Regions from separate parts of the Sus scrofa genome. Here region 2 is linked to region 1. The links are chromatin contacts, called in public HiChIP or PLAC-seq maps. All regions are on one chromosome and are shown on one strand. The core of a region is the stretch at or near the end of the contact, and the rest is flanking DNA. Distances in the headings are between cores, read along the strand shown. Region 1 holds the start of TCTEX1D4 (Tctex1 domain containing 4). Region 2 holds the start of B4GALT2 (beta-1,4-galactosyltransferase 2).

Evidence for each region. HiChIP or PLAC-seq counts read pairs in DNA pulled down with a chosen protein or histone mark.
Region 2: a contact with region 1 is called in an H3K27ac HiChIP or PLAC-seq map of alveolar macrophages. The contact joins the promoter of B4GALT2 here to the promoter of TCTEX1D4 in region 1. A contact is called at or near these places in 1 of 47 Hi-C or Micro-C datasets (embryonic fibroblasts) and 1 of 2 datasets of contacts at active chromatin or transcription factors (alveolar macrophages).

The regions. Positions count from the first base shown.
Region 1 is chr6:166,524,712-166,530,209 of Sscrofa11.1, reverse strand. TCTEX1D4 (Tctex1 domain containing 4) reads right to left here and starts at 2,860. Exons shown (of 4, transcript NM_001032356.1): 1 at 2,709-2,860; 2 at 2,230-2,303; 3 at 1,747-2,133; 4 at 1,355-1,744. The coding sequence starts at 2,122. The coding sequence ends at 1,464. It overlaps BTBD19 (BTB/POZ domain-containing protein 19), which reads left to right and starts at 3,485. Exons shown (of 8, transcript XM_021096773.1): 1 at 3,485-4,389; 2 at 4,648-5,432. PLK3 (serine/threonine-protein kinase PLK3) reads left to right here. Exons shown (of 15, transcript XM_003128058.4): 12 at 85-247; 13 at 404-533; 14 at 723-836; 15 at 941-1,450. The coding sequence ends at 1,132.
Region 2 is chr6:167,313,745-167,319,242 of Sscrofa11.1, reverse strand. It overlaps B4GALT2 (beta-1,4-galactosyltransferase 2), which reads left to right and starts at 3,240. Exons shown (of 7, transcript XM_021096829.1): 1 at 3,240-3,521; 2 at 5,219-5,498. The coding sequence starts at 5,271. It overlaps ATP6V0B (V-type proton ATPase 21 kDa proteolipid subunit), which reads left to right. Exons shown (of 8, transcript XM_021096834.1): 3 at 148-231; 4 at 360-437; 5 at 649-718; 6 at 840-891; 7 at 1,115-1,305; 8 at 1,992-2,298. The coding sequence ends at 2,018.

The DNA.
Region 1 (5,498 bases), core at 1,611-4,110:
GAGTCTGGGACACGTGAACAGTGGTGGGAGTCCTTTGGTTGGGAGGCCAGGAACAAGTCCTCATTGCTTTCCCTTCCATGACAGCCGAACAGAACCCGGCTCCCCTGGCACAGCCGGAGCCCCTGGTATGGGTTAGCAAATGGGTCGACTACTCCAACAAGTTTGGCTTTGGGTATCAGCTGTCCAGCCGCCGTGTGGCTGTGCTTTTCAACAACGGCACGCACATGGCCCTGTCGGCCAACAAGAAGTAAGTGCTGTGATGGGGTGCCTTGTGTCCAGGCCATCGAACTCTGCAGGGCTGTGTCCTGCTGTGTGCTCCTGGGCTCTGGGGCCTGGGGTCTCTCAGGGGAGGGCATGGGTACGGGTCTCCCCCTCACCTCTGTCTCCATCTCCTCCGCTCCAGGACTGTGCACTACAACCCCACCAGCACCAAGCACTTCTCCTTCTCTGTGGGTGCTGTGCCTCGGGCCCTGCAGCCTCAGCTGGGCGTCCTGCGGTATTTCGCCTCCTACATGGAGCAGCGCCTCATGAAGGTTTGTGGACCGGGGTGGGGCGAGTTGAGGACTCACACATCCCGAACCCCTCCTGTTCCCTTTTAGGGGTGGGTGTGTGTGTGGTGGGGGGTTGGGGATTGAAGCTCGAAGCGAAACCTCTAGGGGAGAGAGACATGAATGGGAAGTGGCCTGACCCGTATCAGACAAGTGACCTGCCCCTGCCCCCAGGGAGGAGATCTGCCCAGCGTGGAAGAGGTGGAGGTGCCCGTCCCCCCACTCCTGCTGCAGTGGGTCAAGACGGATCAGGCCCTACTCATGCTGTTTAGTGATGGCACCGTCCAGGTAAGAGCTCCTTCTGGAACTGGGAAGGGCTGGGAGGGCCAGGGTGTCGGGGAGGAAACCGCCCGGGGCCTTGGCTCTGATCAGTACCACCATCCCGGGCGCAGGTGAACTTCTATGGAGACCACACCAAGCTGATCCTCAGTGGCTGGGAGCCCCTCCTCGTGACTTTCGTGGCCCGAAACCGCAGTGCTTGCACTTACCTCGCGTCCCACCTTCGCCAGCTGGGCTGCTCCCCGGACCTCCGGCAGCGGCTCCGCTACGCTCTGTGCCTGCTCCGGGACCGCTGCCCCGTCTAGGTGCCAACTGCAGGGCCGGCCCCCAGGCCCTCAGGCCTGGGGCCCGTGCCTGTCAGACTCTGGCCCTGGCCGTCGTGGCGCTTCCTGTCCCTTGGTGCCTCACTGGGGGCTCCGGGCCGAATCCCCCAGGGAATCAGGGACCAGCTTTACTAGGGTTGGAGGCTGCCTCCTACCCCTTCTCCAAGAAAAGCCTGAGCCTTAGCCCCCAGCCAGGGGGCATTATTTATGGACCACTTTTATTTATTGACAGACATTTATTTATTGGGCTGGGAGCCCCAGGGAGGGCCTCCTCCTAGGATAATAAACCATTTTTGCAGACCTCGAGGCCTCCTCACTCGCAGTAGAGCCCGTGGACCGTGGCCACGGCAAAGAGCGAAGCGTTGGTGACGGTGGCCGAGGCCAGCCCGTCGCACGCGGTGTCCCAGAGCGCGCGGCTGGCCACGTGCACGCCCTGGCCGGCGCGCGGCCCGAGCACCACGCTGCACACCAGCTTGTAGCGCGGGGGGCTGAGCTCGCGCAGGTGCACGCGCGCCAGGTCGCACAGCTCCCGCGCCAGCCGCCCGGCCTCGGCGCCCACGTAGCGTGCGTCCCGCAGGCCCGCTGCCAGCGCTGCTCCAGGGCCCTCTGGGCGCGCGCGGCCTCCCAGCGCTCCCCGGGGGCGGGCTCCGTGCGGTACGAGGGCGCCGGCCGGCGGGCGGGCCCCAGGGGCAGGCCCGAGAAGCTGACCCGCCAGCCCAGCGGCGGCACGGGGCCCAGGGACGGGCGCCGACCCCCGGGCCCTGCACCTGCTCCGGCCAGCGAGTTGCGGCGTGAAAAGGACGAGGCTGGACCTAGCACGGAGCCGCGGCGGGAGGCCGGGCCTGGGCCAGCTGGTCGGGTCTCATCAATGCTGGGCAGGCGGCCCGGAGGCCGCGCCAGGGACAGTTTCTGCCCAGGGTCTTTGGCAAGCTCCTCCTCCTGACGGCCGGCGGGCACAGGCCTGCCAGCCATGGACCTGCGGACTGAAAGACCCCCGTTACGGGCAGGCCCTGCCTGGCCCTCCTTGTACACCGTCCAGTCTCTTAGTAAGAGGTTTTTACTCCCTAATTCCTTCTTACCTGTTTTTTGGGGACAGGTGAATCCAGGAGTCTGGGGCTGTGTGGATTCGAAGTACTGGGAGGGTTAAGGGCTGCTAGAGACAAAATAAGGGGAGAGACGCTGCGCAGACTGTTAATCTGGGGCTGTCCCTGTCCTCTGAGCTCCGCACTCGCTGAGCGTTGGAGGCTCCTTAACTGAGCTCAGAGTCCACTGCCTTTTCTCTCTTGTACTGGGCTTTACCAGCAGGAGAAGTGGGGCCGTAGTGGCCCCCTCTGCCTCCGCCTGGACAGGGAGCCTCCACCCCCTAACAGAAGGAGGCATAGACCTGACTCCTTCAACCCCCACAGACAGGCCCAGCCCTGCGTGTCTCAGATCCCGCCATCCTCCACCCCTACCTCTTCTAAGGCAGCTGGCGCAAAGATCCCCACAACTGGCTGAGGCTGGGGCCAAGTGACCCAGGATGGTCCTTCCACCCTCTGCTCTTGGCTCCTGGCCCTACCTCCAGAGTCAGTGCTGGGACGGCTGCCCTCTTCTCCCGAAACTCCTCAGCCCCTTGAGTCACCACAGTCTTTGGCTTTCACATTCTCTCCCCCCGGCCCCTGCCTGGCCGCCTGACTGGCAGGTGGGAGGGTAAGGGCCCCTTGCCTGTGTTGTGGGGTTGCCATGGGTTGCTGGGCAAGCACGCCTCTCTTCCTGGTTCCTTCTCTCGAGTCCAAGCTCTGACCTAACCTGGGAGCGTTACTGCTCTGAGCACGTGCTGAGTGCGGGGTGCCTGAGTCACCAGCAGAGGGGACAGAGGTTTAGCGCCCAAGGGCATACACATAAGACTGAAGGGGCAGATGTAGAGAGAGGCTCTGGTCAGAAAGGCATCCCCCACGCCAGGGCTTTTGAGCCGCTGACCTTCTCTCCCCTCGCGAAGCCTGGCTCTCCACTGGGGAGCAAGTCGCAGAGGCCTGGGATATGGGACACCTTTTGGGGCTGCGGGGGTGGCTGCCCAGGAATCGGGATCTGGGCCGACAGGAAGGAGCACGTCATGGGCTCGAGCGTTTCCACATCGGCTGCAACAGGGACAAACATTTCCGTTCCCCGCGCAGAGCTGGGTGGGGCTTGGATGACTTCCTCAGTTCAGGGCTTGAGGGGGAGGGGGAGGCACCCATCAGGACCCGGGCCTGATGCAACAGTGGTGACTCCACTTTGCATAAACCCTGCTGACCTAAGTGGCCTGGGGCTTGTCCCCAGCTGCCCACACCTCCTGGGTGCCCTAGTGCCCAGACGGCCCTCCACCCTCACTGCAGTTGCATTTCAGGGATGCCAGAGACCACGATGCCTCTGTCAGAGCTGACACCACCTCACCTGAGCCCCCACTCTGGGAAGGACAGGGCGGCCACCTCCCAGACAAACCAGGTCTGGGCCCTGAAAATGGTCCGAGGGGTCAAGGACTTTCCCGGTTGAGGGGGTTCCCCAGGCCTGGCTAGCCTGACCCTGACCCTGACCCTGACCCTGCCCCTGACCCTGTGGGCCTACAGGGGGCGGGGGGGAGGGACAGAGGGTTCGAACCCTGAACCCTGGACAGTCAGGAGTCAGGGCACTAAGACCCTGGCTCTGCTTAGGGCCCCTCTAGGGCTGAAGTTTTCGGGGCCTGTGGGGGAAGGGGCGGGGCCTCCTCTCCGCCTGGGATCTCGTTTCCGTGGAAACCCACAGGCTTTCCACCCTGGCGCTGCCTGGGCAGGCTCCCAGCTGGGGCCTCATCCACAGCCAGCCTCTCTTCCCCGTTCGGCCTGCTCCACCCCTGCCTCTCTGGGTCCCCTCCCTGAGTCCCTATCCCCAGCCTGAGCCTCCGGCCTTCTCCCCGAGCCTCTGATGCCTTCGGGAACCGGGGCCTCTCGCGCCCCATCCCTAAACTTCAGCTTCTCAGCAAACAGGGCTCCCAAGCTCCCGCCCCTCCCTCTCAGGCCTCTCTAGCTCCTCTGCAGCTCTAGGGCCTGGCCAGGCCTCCTGCTCCTTCCACCTTCCGCCTCCCTACAGACCCACAGACAACAAGCCTCCTGGGCTGCACCCCCTGCTTACTCCTCTACCCCCCTCCCGCCCCCACCCATGGAGCCCCCAGGACTGGTTGTGCACGGGGCGGTGGCGCCCTTTTCCACGGCACTCCGAAGCCTCGTCAACAACCCCCTGTACAGGTGAGGGGGCGGGCCCTGTCTGCGGGTCTTCCCTAGCTGCCTCTGCTGGGCCCCGTGATTCTGAGGAAGCTCTGGGTTCAGAGGAAGTGGGGAGTTGGGGCTTGAGCCTCCTCCCCCGGTGACCTCAGCCTGGGGAAGTAGAGGATGGCTCCTGGTCACTCAGTGTCTGCAATTTTCCTGCGAGCCGGAGGTGGGGGCGGTGGGGGGTGGAGTTCAGGCTCAGCTGGGTGACCTCAGGGAAAGGCTTTCCTTTTTCAGACCTCGGGCTCCTGGCAGAGAAGAGCCCTCTGCCCCCTGGATCCTGAGAACCGGAATGTGACTTGAATGCCTCCCTGGGGAGGGAGGCAGAGGAGCAGATGACCCCGCTCTGGGAACTGGGGACTCACATCGGGAATGAAACTTCAGAAACTGAGCCAGGGAGTCTCTACTGTGGCTCAGTGGAAACGAATCCAACTAGTATCCATGAGGATGAGGGTTCGATCCCTGGCCCGGTTCAGTGGGTTAAGGATCCAGTTGCCATGAGCGGCGGTGTAGGTGGCAGACACGGCTCGGATCTGGTATCTCTGTGGCTGTGCTGTAGGTGGGCAGCTACAGCTCCTATTCAACCTCTAGCCCGGGAACTTCCATTTGCCGCAGGTACAGCGTGAAAAAGAAAGAAAAAAGAAATTGAGCCAGAGTCACAGACAGGAAGTAGTTCAAGGGTGCTGCCTGGGGCTCACTGCCTGCCCAGGATGCTAATGGTATCTGAAACCAGGGCTAGAGTAGGGGGGCAGGGCCAGTCAGGAGAGCTAGAATGTGGCTTTCTGTCCCCACTGCCTCAGAGCTGGGCTCGCCCCCACAGGCTGGTGAGTCCTATAACCCTCTGCTTTGGGGCATCGCCATCTGCTCACAGTGGGAAGCTCCAGGCCTTGGACCCGGGACTAGGAGGCTCCAGGAAGCTCAAGCTTCATCTCCTGCCTCCTACCCACTATGCTGTTTGGAGGCCCGGAGGCCGGGGCCGGAAGTGATCATCAAGATGGAAAATGTGGTCTGGCCTAAAGATGGTGCGTCACTGATGTGTCTGTTTGCAGCCAGTGCACGCTGCACCCCCCCCCCTCTTTCTGGAGGAG
Region 2 (5,498 bases), core at 1,991-4,490, 790 kb before region 1:
AGCTGCCTGGGATGTGGACTTTTGGGAAATAGGAAGTGTTTTGTCTCCACTTCTAGGACTGAGGGGGTTGGAAGAGGGGGCAGGGGTGGATTTTGTGCCGCTTTTCCACCAGCGCTGGATTGCCTTCCCCCTCTGTCTGCACCCCAGGTTCTTGACCGAGACTTCTCCCTTCATGTGGTCAAACCTAGGCATCGGCCTGGCTATCTCCCTGTCTGTGGTTGGGGCAGCGTGGTGAGTGTTGGAGCTGTGGGATGAGGGGAGGGGCTGAATCATAGCAGGTGGTGTCATTGGGTTCTTAGTCATCTTGGGGGCAATGACACGTTCGGGCTTTGCGCATTGGTTTCTTATCCATCCGCCAGGGGCATTTATATTACTGGCTCTTCCATCATTGGGGGAGGGGTGAAGGCCCCCAGGATCAAGACCAAGAACCTGGTCAGGTAAGCACAGGACCCTCGCAACTTTGTCAGCACCAAGTGCGTTGGGAGCGACCTGTGTGTTTGACCTGCATGAATACTGCTCCTGACCAGCCTCGTGATGGGGTGGGATGTCCGCGGGAGAGAGGTGGCTGGAGCCTCCAGGGGGGAAGCTTGGTTTCCTTCTCATCTCTTTCTCCTTCACACCCCCTGAACCACCCGGTCCAACCACCAGCATCATCTTCTGTGAGGCTGTGGCCATCTACGGCATCATCATGGCAATTGTCATCAGCAACATGGCTGAGGTACGGAGGACCACTTGGGGGGGAGCGTCCGTTCCAGTGTGTTCTGTGTGTTGCCAAATGGTGGTGGGGCAGGAGGAGTGGAGTCGGGGTTGGTTTCTGATTTCTTCTCCGCCTTCCTCAGCCTTTCAGTGCTACTGACCCCAAGGCCATCGGCCATCGAAACTACCACGCAGGTAGGTGGGTGTGGGTGAAGACGTAAAGCTGGGGCTTCGCAGATGCTTCCTCCTCCCTTACACGCCCCAGCTTAGACGCCTCACTTTGATCTTCTCTCACCTACTCTGGCCTGCTTTGCGGAGTTGGGCTGGTGGCTGGCCCCATTAGTCCATGTGGGGCCCTTGCCCCCGTCTCTCCTTGTGTGTCTGACTGGGCCTCAGCGCTCCCTTTTCATGCCTCCAGGATACTCCATGTTTGGGGCTGGCCTCACAGTGGGCCTGTCCAACCTCTTCTGTGGCGTCTGTGTGGGCATCGTGGGCAGTGGAGCTGCCCTGGCGGATGCGCAGAACCCCAGCCTCTTCGTAAAGATTCTCATCGTGGAGATCTTTGGCAGTGCCATTGGCCTCTTCGGGGTCATCGTCGCAATCCTTCAGGTGCTGAGTCCCCCTGGGGAGCCTCTGCCCTCCTCCCCAACCCAACCCCACCCTTCTTCTGAAGGAGCCGCGGTGCTCCCTCCTCCATCTGTGACCACAGCACTCGAAGAGCTGCTCCCCCCTCAGTCCCAGCGTCTGCTTTTCCCCTGTCTGAAGCTTTCCTTTTGTTTCTGTCTCCAACTTGCTGTCGCCGACAGCTTTTTTTCTCTGCTGTGTTGTGTCCGTAAATGAAAGACTTAGCCTCTCTTTTCCTGTTTTGTTGTCTTCCCCGTCTCCCTGCAGTCTAGACCAGGTTGGGATCGGGTCTGGGTCTGGGTCTCTCTGTCTTGGTGTGTGTGGCTCTGCTGTCGGTGCGACAGCGCGTCTGAGCTGTTGTGTGTCTTACTTGTTCAGCGGTGTGTGGATGCAGCTGAGGATCAGACGAAGGGTCTGAGTGTGACTCTGGACGCTGCCTGGTTGACGTTTGGTGACAGGCACTGTCCATGTGCCCGTCTCTCCGTCTGTCTGTCCTGCAGCCGAACTCTGTCGTTGCTTGAGTGTCCCTGTTTCTCTGTGTTTGTGACAGTCACCCGTCTGCAGTACCTGTCCTTTCCTGCCATGGGTTTGCGTTGTCTGACCCTCTGTCACTTGTCATTGTCTAATCTGTTTTTCTGTCCCTGCCTGATTTTCCCGTTCCTCTTTTGCAGACCTCCAGAGTGAAGATGGGCGATTAGATGGCCTGTGTGGGTGGGGCCGTGCCTCACTCTTATTTATTTGTGGTTCTCCTGAGACAGCTGGAGCTGTGCCCCCCAGGCTTTCAGGGGGCTTGGGGTCCAGGGCCCTCCCTGCCCTCACTTCTTGCTGCCTGTCGACTTGGAGGCAATGCCTGGCTGGATCCTCAGTGTGGGGAGTGGGCCGCCCATGACCATGTGCAGCTTCGTACCTGTGTCCCACCTCCACCTCCACCCCGTCTTCCCAGTGTTTGTGAAATAAACGTGGCATTTGTCTGGGTCACTGCTGGTCTGTGGTCCTCCTTCGCCACCTCTCACAGAGGAAGGGTAAACAGGCCTGTAGGCCTCAACTTCAGGCCAGCCTCTTGCTAACTCAGCAACTCAGAGACACTCACTGTCTCTGCTCAGGACAGAGCAGGCTCCTGGGCGGGGAGGGAGGGCTGCTGGGCTGAGGACTCTACCTCTGAACATCTTTTTGAAGGGAAGGAGGGAGTCTGGGGATGTGGGCTCAGGTGATGGGCGGGGGAAGTAGGTGTCTTCCGAGCCCCCTGCCCTCAGGGCTCTTGTCAGCTCAGCCCCAGTTGGCCACATCTGCTTAGCTGGCGCCCCTCAGGCATCCATACTTCTGCCCAGTGGGGCTTGGAACACAGTCATTTGCTTCCACCCAGCCCAGCCACATCCAAGCCGCCAGTGACGAGTTTGACCCCTTGTTCCTAGGGCCCTGTCCAGCCCCGCCGGCTCCTGTCCAACCTTTTCCCCGACCTCCTGTTACCCTGGAAGCCCCTGCCGCACACTCGGTCCACACCACTGAAGTGTCTTGTCCAACTAGCCGCCCTCGCCGCGGGCGGACCTTTCATCGTGCCCTTACCATGAGTTGACAGATCCCCGACCTCCCTGCGCGAGGCGGCTCTGCCTAACTTGCAGCTGCCCTTCTTTGGCCGAGTTCGCGCTCCAACCCGGGCCAGACCCGCCGCCCCATTCCTCCGAATGGGTTTGGCCCATCCGCACCCTCTCCGCTTCGGAGCTCGAATCCAGTCCCTTGGATGAGCCCGATCAGTTCCTCCCGCCCCTCTCCGGTCCCCGGTCCCCGCGGTGCCTTCGCTCCGCCTCGCTCCGCCGCGGGCAGGGGCAGGCGTCGGGGGCGCGCCGCGGGTGCGGGCGCGCTGGAGGCGGGGGACGCGGGGACGCGCGCGCGGGCGCGCCGGCCGGGCCTGCCCCTCCGAGGCGCCGTAGCGCGGGAGGGAGGCGGCGGCGCTGTGGTCCATCGGTCCGCCGGTCCGTTGGTCTGCCCGGCCGCCCGGCCCCGCCCTGCCCCCCGGGGCGGCTCGGCTCCATGGCCCGCGGCGGCGGCGGCGGCGGGAGGCGGCCCCGGGGCCGCGGGGGCCGCTGACCGGGCGGCGGGAGGCGGCGGGGCCGGGCCATGGGGGACGGAGCCGTCCGCAGCCGCCGGATCCCGGAACCCAGCCCAAGCCGGAGCGGCGCCCCCTGCTGAGCCCCGATTGCCGGGTGAGAAGGGGACGCGCGCGGCCCCCAGCCCCGGGCCCCGGGCCCCGGGATTCCAGACCCCGCCCCGCGAGGGGCGCCCGGACCGCGACCCCGAGGTCCCCGCCCAGGACCGAGCGGGAGGCGCTGGCGGCCAGACCCTGGCCTGGCCTCACCCCACCCTACCCCCCATCCCTCGGATCTTCCTCCCCCCCCACCCCGCCCCCAACCACCGGGCTCCTCTGCCCACCCCCAGCCAGCCTCCCTTGTTGTCCTCGCTCACCCCAGCCTCCTGGCATGGGGAGGTGCCCCACTCACGTTGCCCCTTTGCCTCGCCCCCCACACACACATCCTCTCCCCCATCCACGCCCCCCACCCCAGGCTCCACACCCACCGGGTCTTTGCTGCCTCCCGGTCCCAGGGTGCCACGTGTTCTGGCCACTGAGCCTTCCAGCCCCGCCCAGACGCACCTCCAAGCCTAGCGGGCAGCCTGACCCAGAACCCCGGGCCCCCCCCACCCCCCCCGAGGGAGGGGTGGGAGTGTTTGCACGTGGTGTTGAGAGCTGCCTGGGAGCCTGTCTGGATGACTGTAAAAGCCAGGAGCGGCGGCTTTGTTTGTGCCTTACTGTTATTGTCACCCGGGCGTGTCTGTGGCTCTCTATGTAGTTCTCTGTGTGTCTGAGTGCCGGTGACTCTAGCTGGGACCCAGGGTGTCTGTGGTTGTGTGCTGCTGTGGAACCGTGCGTGAGATGCACCCCGCTCCCTGCAGCACTGCCAGAAGTGCCCCCAGAGGTGTTGCTGCTGTGTTGGAACCACAGTTAGAGCCATGGCCCAGGCAAGACCCCCGCTTAACATAGTGCCTCCAGGGTCCACGCGTTCACCCTTATGGGAATCAGAACCAGAAGTGCTAGGCAGGCCCCAGAAAGTTCATCTCAATCCTTGAGGTCTTAGGGAAGGGGTACCCCCGTGCCCCACCTTGTATTTTGACCTCTTGCTCCAGAGGGGAAGGATCCGAAAAGGTCTTGTGCAAATTCGGGCCACCTAGATGCTGAGGGCCCCTCCCGGCTGGGTTCCAGGTGGCCCGGCCTGCTTGCCACCCGGACCTGCCCAACCAAACCCCTGCCCACCGTGGTCCTGGGAGGACTAAACGAACGTACTCTGTGTCGAGTGAAAGTGCTCGAGGTAGGTGCTCAGTCAATGGTCCCCCACCCCCAGTCCGTGAATCCCGGGCTGAGGATGCCGCCCTGCGGGGCTTTCGTTCTCTGGGGCGGAGAGAATACACGTGAGTCTGTATGTAAGTGTGTTTCCGTGTTCAGGTAGGAACCGCGGTGAGCAGAGGTCACATGTCCAGTTCCGGGGAATCCTTGGTGGGAGGGTGTAAAGTCGTGCAACAAGGGCATGTGCCTGAGCGTGAGGGCGGTAAGGCTGTGTGTGCGTGTGTGTGTGTGTGTGTGTGTGTGTGTGTGTGGATGAGGATGAGGAGGAAAGCATGTGTGTGGGTAAGCACTCAGTGGTGTGGAGATGCTTGAGTCGTGAGTTGCCAAGGGCTGTGTCTGTGTGGCTGGTTGCAGGTCGGATGCAACTTGGTGAGTGTGCAAAGGTGTGAGCAGGTAAGTGTGAAGGTGCCCGTCTAAAAGCACGAGCAGTGGGCAGGACGGGGGTGGGTGGCTTTGCGCCCCCGGGCCTGACTGCTGGTCTCTTTCTCTCCTGCCCCTGCGCAGGCCGGCAGCCGGATGCCCGGGCCCACTGGATGGGCCGGCGGCCGCCTGCGTGATGAGCAGGCTGCTGGGGGTGACGCTGGAGCGCGTCTGCAAGGCCGTGCTCCTTCTCTGCCTGCTGCACTTCCTCGTGGCCGTCATCCTCTACTTTGACGTCTACGCCCAGCACTTGGCCTTCTTCAGCCGCTTCAGTGCGCGCGGCCCCGCCCGGGCGCTCCACCCGACGGCCAGCAGCAGCACCAACTATTCTCGGCCCAACGCCACTGCCCCCAGCTCCGGGCTC